Regions from separate parts of the Macaca mulatta genome. Here region 1 is linked to region 2. The links are chromatin contacts, called in public Hi-C maps. All regions are on one chromosome and are shown on one strand. Each heading gives the region's core, a stretch centred on a gene start, on an enhancer-like site or on the middle of the called end of the contact. The rest is flanking DNA. Distances are from core to core; before and after follow the strand shown.

Region 1 (2,968 bases), core at 367-2,866, 450 kb before region 2:
CAGCCTCCCTTCTGGGACCAAGGGCAGGGTTCTGCAAATTGTACATGTACGACTTCCAGGGGGTGCTATTCAATTTCATAGTTAGACTTGCGTATAGTTATTATAATGATTTTATGGCAGGTGGCAGTAAAATGTCCTGAGGAGGGAGCACCATTTCCTAATTTGCCCAAAGATAACTTATGGGCTAGGATTAATCTCCCGTAAAGCCCTCTGAGATTCCTTTAATAATAATTTAATTTTTAAGTGATTCTACTACTATAAACATGTACACACATATACATACTCTGACACAGAACAACGCAAATACAATTTCAGAAGATTCAGGAATTTCGAAGACCGCTCATGTTAAAAGCCCAGTTCTAAGTCGTCTCAGAATCTCTAGAAGTTGTTTCCCATTCCCATCCTCCCCACTCTCATCTCCAATCTATCTAAAACGTAATTAACAAAGGTTATTTAGCTCCAGAGCCTAGGAATACAACTGCTGCGACTTCTGATACGAGCAGAACCCTCCCCTTTTTATGTTTTTTAATATTTTTGTGTTGGTACTGAATTTATTTGGTTGTATTGCTTCCCCCGGAGCTCCTACTTTTCACTGAAAGTGGAAATCTCTGCAGTATTTTATTTTGTCCATGGAAGTTCCTAAGCTTGGTCTTTGATGCTTCCAGGACTCATTAAAACACCTCACTTCTACATGTCTGAACTATAGTCCATGGACCTGGTAAGAAAGAAGCGCAAAGAAATTGGAAAATAAATCGCCACACTGATTTTCCAAATTAAAATATATTATATTTTGGATGTTTCATACCTGTCTGTAAGGTTTTGTCACTGACAAAAATATAGCAGGTCTAAGGCAGTTTTAACGTTAAATTAAACAATGTGTCCATAGTGAAATGTGATTAGTACATATTTCAGCAGCCCAAACTGCTGGGATAGGAAAAAGAAAGCACTGATCGTGGACATATTTTGAAAAATGCACTAATGACTTTTCAAACTAACAGTATTTTCATGGGATGTGAGATGTCTAAAATTCTGATGCTGAAATATCAACATAGAATCAGTACTTATTTTAGTCTCCTATGCCACATTAAAACTCAATTTCAAGTGTAAAGGAAATGTTTTCCCTGTTACAATAAAGACCTTTCTGATCATAAAATGAACCTTACATTGTCGCACTAGATTTCTTGATCCAATGCAGTACCCTCCCCAGCAATCCATCCAGAGTCCTCATTTTTAAATGTAATGCTTAAAAGGACATGCCACTATGCCAAACCCAAAGACTCTCATTTGACAGAAAAGGAAATGAATCTCTGTTACCTACCTTTCTATCCCCTTCCTTTTGAATGAGCCATTTTTCTTCTTGAGTTGCTGGAATCTTCGGCACTGTCCAACTTTTCCATAGGCAATCTTAAAGGGTTCTGGTAGATACAGCTGAGGTCGGGCCATTGCTGTCAACTTCACCTGTAGTAGCCGTTTTGGACTGTTTCAGTTCTCGAACTTACAGACTTCGATGCAAAATCATCTAGTGACTGAATGTACTGTCAAAGTGTGGGCTATTTGGAATAAAATATGTAGGAAATTTTTAGAGCCTTTCCCTTATTCCCTTCCAAGTGTCAGAGACATTATTTGTGGGACTGGCCCTGTTTACAGCTTCACAGAGGTCACCAATGATGTATTTGACTGAGCTGTGTGAAATTCCATGGACCTTTGTGGAATACTTCACAGATTCTTGAACAAGGCAAATGCAGAAATGATGATCTGATTGCATCAACACTGGCATTTGGATCGCAAAAAACAAAACAAAACAAAACAACAACAAAAAAACCACCCATGCACTAATTGACCACCACATTCAGAAGTCATATTTGACCTCTGAAGGGGAAGGCACCTATAGGAATACGAATGAGCTGTTGATTAACACAAGTTGAGCTTCTGTTAGATCTCTCAGCTACAGCTGGTGAATGTTCTCTGTGTCCTGTGGGACACATGTGACAAGGCCAGTTGTTGTTTGGACATCTCAAAATGTACCCCAAGGGTGGTTTTCATTACATCTCAAAATGTACCCCAAGGGTGGTTTTCATTACATCTTGGAATTTTGTAGTGGTCTCTCAAAGTACATTGCTGAATTGAAGATCTTGAACCACCCCTCCCTTCCAACATTGCCCCGTTTATTTCGTGGTGAAGAGCAAATTCTGCCTGGGATGGAATTTCTCACCACAAGGTGGCAGCAGACACTAGGATTTAGTCCTGTCACTCTCTCGCGCTTTGAGTTGTTCAGTCAAATAACCAGATGCTTAACAAGAAAAACTCCTCTAGAAAGGTTCTGGGAGTTACAACAATTACTCTGCTTTCTGTGTTTGCATTAATCAATAATCTGGAGCACACTTCTCAAGCCTTCAAGTGCGCACAAATTTCCTGGAGGTCTTTTTAAGATGCAGATTTCGATACAGTACATCTGGGGTGGGATCCAAGAATTTGCACTCCTAACAAACCCCCAGGTGATGCTGATGATGCTGGACGGCACTTGGAGTAGTGAGGGTCTTCTATGTTTCAGTACTGGGGCAAAGAGCTTTAAAATGCTCTAGAATGAAGTGTATAATGTTGAGGGGCTAAGAGAGTGGATTTGGGAATTATGCCTGAGTTCTCATTTCTAGCTTAGCTATGTGACCTTGGTCAATTCATTTTAACCTATCCATACTTGTTTTCTCATCCCTAAAGTGGGACTAATCATAGTGCCCAAGTCATAGTTTTACAGCAAAATTCAAGTGAAATAGAAATTCTGCTGCAGCAGAGAATGAGACCCAGGAATCCATATTTTAGGAGAGTGGGTGCAGATGTTCCTCTGCCCCTTATTTGAGAAGCGCTGAAGTACAGTGTGTCTAATATGCCTTGGCCAAATGGATATGTGCTCCTCCCTGGTCTGTTTTTCCTCATCTGTTGGCATCCTCAGAGCACAATAAGTAATAGGTGC
Region 2 (2,898 bases), core at 109-2,608:
CCATAGGTCAAGCTAACTATGGAAGGAATGCTATTTATGATTTAATCTCAAAGCAAGGGTGATACTAGCCCCTTCCCAAAACTACCCTCTCCTTGTTCTGAGACTAAAACCACATTTGTAAAACTAATGAAAGGTCACGAGATTAAAATTATGGGAGGAGCATGAATTCTGCTAAAACCTAGGCATAGTTAAATGATAACAAGTCATTGTTTACTGCTCAAGAGTTACACAGGGGTGTCACAAGATTTGTAACTTGCCTAATTGCCCCTTTCAATGACATTGCATTCTAAGACCTAAGACTAGTATTTGAGATACTTTTCAGACTTTTGCATTCTGGAAACCCAACTGACTCCACCCAGACCCATTACACATACCAAGAAACTGGCTTATCTGGTCTGGTGGCCCCTACCTAGGCAGGGACTTAGCTCAAGAATTTGATCCCCTATCATTTCATGCGCAGCCCAACCAATCACCATTCCCCATTCACTAGCCCCCTGCCCACCAAACCATCCTTGAGAAGCCCTAGCCTCAGAGCTTTGTGGGGTGGCTGATTTGTGCAATAAACTCCCTTCTTTCCATTTGGCCGGTTCTGTATTTAGTAAACTCTCTTCACCACAATACTGCTGTCTCAGTGAATCGACTCTCTGTGAAGTGGGCAAAAACAACCCACCAGGCAATTACACAAATCCAGGTTCTTCCACTACCTCTTGTTGTTGTTCCCTTATACCCAAGCTACTCTTATTAATTTGTAAAAAAAAAAAAAAAAAAAAAGAAAAGAAAAAAAAATCTTTTTTTAATATGCACCTGTTTCTCACTGGGATCTTAATACATTAAATAAGAAATTGAATTTAATTAAATATTATAAGTAGACACTTTACAATTTCTCCTCTATTTGTAAAAGTTTATAAATAGAAAACCTCTTTGTTCCTGGACCTTTATATTAATAAAGAATAAAAGCAGCATTTCTGAAATTTGTATCCAGAGCTTTCTGACTTGGGAGCTCCAGGGCTGCCTCCTTCCTAATCATAAGGTAGGTAGGAGAGAAGTGCAGCAGACAATTGGGTAAAATGAAAAACTGTGTATTCTGTTTGTAAAGGGCTATTGATACTTTGGGTCTTCTTTTTTTAATGCCAGGCTTATTATTATAAGCACATTCTGCTGAACACAGAGGTTCGGTTATTACCTTTTATCAAAATGTCGGGAGGGCAGATTTTAAACTGAGCTAGACAATATGAAAGAACATTCTTCCCATCCACAGTCTTTGAAACTGATTGCAAATGAATCGCCTCTGAACAGCATATGAGCGAGGCTGAGAGCTCTCCTAATGATGTACATCTGTGAGGCTTCACTGGGGGTTTGGCTGCATTTACATCACTATAAACTCTGCAATTACAGCTCAAGCCGTTTCCGGCATAGACACAGAGAATACGAATTGCAACAGCAGGTTTCCTGCCTTGGATTTCTGCCAGGAGCCTGAGTCACCGTCCCAGACATCTGTAGCACATTAAACTGTACCCTTGTTATCTCTCAGCACTTTGAACAATCGCCCAAACCTCTGACAAAACAAATGGCCAAAGCCTTCTCAAGAAACCCTTTAAAGTTAGTCAGGGAATCATGAGCTGGCAGAAAACAACTTCTAGGGCAATTTATACTGTCGAAGAAAAGCCACAACAGAGCAGAGATGGTTTTTGATAGTCTGAATGTTGTTTAAACTTCATGGACTTAGACGGTCTGAAAAAGAAGTAGCTGTGTTGGAAGCTCAACAAAAAAAGGAGGGTTGTACTTAGTCTTAAACAGGAGTTCAGTCCAGCAGGGCAAACATGGATAGAGGCAGGACCTCCAAACCCCATCCTGACTCTGCCTCCTTCTCTCCACCAGTGCCATGCCCCTGGGATGCACACCACCACTGTCTTACAGAGAACAATGCAAAAACTTCATGTCTTCATAATGTTATCTTCATAATATGATCCTTGACTCTCCTAGAATCCATTGTCCATACAGCAGTCACAGTGATCTTTTATAAATATAAATCTGTGTATGATTTTTCCTGCTTAAAACCAAGAAAGGCTGTTGCAGCACACCTACAGTATCTAAGTGCCTTCCTATGATCCAAAGCTACTGCATCCCGTGGCCTCTGTCCTCCTCTCCAGATTCAACACCCACCAATCTCCTTGTTGTTCTTTCCACTCCAGCTAGTTTTTCTTCATCATCAAATATGCCAAACTTGTCCCCTTCTCTGGGCCTTTGTACTAACTTCTCCCTGTGCCTGAAAAGCTCTCTCTCTAATGTTTTCCATGATTGATCCCTTCAGGCCTTAGCTCACACATTACCTCCTCTGGCAGGCCTCTTCTGATCATACCCATTTTTATTTTATCAACATAATTTATTACTTAAAAACACATACAAAAGAATAAGGGAATACTAGAAATAACTTTCAACTCATAAATTCTACAACTTAGAAGAAGTGGATCAATTCATTTAAAACAACAAACTACCCAAAATCAATCAACATGAAATAGACAATCTTGATAGCCTTATAACCATTAAAGAAATTGAATTTATAATTAAAGAGCTCTTAATAAAGAAATCTCCAATCCCAGATGGTTTCATCAGAAATTCTACCAAACATTTAAAAAATAATTAACATCAATTTTACATAATCTCTTCCAGAAAATAGAAGAGGAGGGAACACTTTCCAACTTATTTTATGAGGCCAGCATTACCCTGATGAAATCCACTACAAGAACAAAAATTAAAGACCAATATCTCTCATGAACTAAGACATAAAATCATCAACAAAATATTAGCAAAGTAAATCCGATGATGTAAGAAAATAATTACACACCATGACCAAGTAGGATGTATTCTAGTATGAAAATGGGATTCAACATTCAAAAT

What was found. Hi-C and Micro-C count contacts between places; a contact is called where the count stands out from the background.
Region 1: a contact with region 2 is called in a Hi-C map of fetal cortex germinal zone, with 5 times the contacts expected there. The contact joins the promoter of C2H3orf49 here to the enhancer-like site in region 2. A contact is called at or near these places in 6 of 14 Hi-C or Micro-C datasets (blood, cortical neurons, fetal cortex germinal zone and 3 more).

Annotation. Positions count from the first base shown.
Region 1 is chr2:127,375,044-127,378,011 of T2T-MMU8v2.0, reverse strand. It overlaps C2H3orf49 (chromosome 2 C3orf49 homolog), which reads right to left and starts at 1,616. Exons shown (of 7, transcript XM_077994226.1): 1 at 1,319-1,616. The coding sequence starts at 1,443.
Region 2 is chr2:126,920,206-126,923,103 of T2T-MMU8v2.0, reverse strand. It overlaps a transcript of SYNPR not described here. Among named protein-coding and RNA genes, the nearest start is that of SYNPR, 94 kb to the left of the region's middle. Within about 2 kb of position 1,358, at least 12 of the 40 cell types and tissues checked have an H3K27ac peak or open chromatin away from gene starts, as enhancers often do. A contact at or near this core is called in cortical neurons, fetal cortex germinal zone and fetal cortical plate, where this site is marked.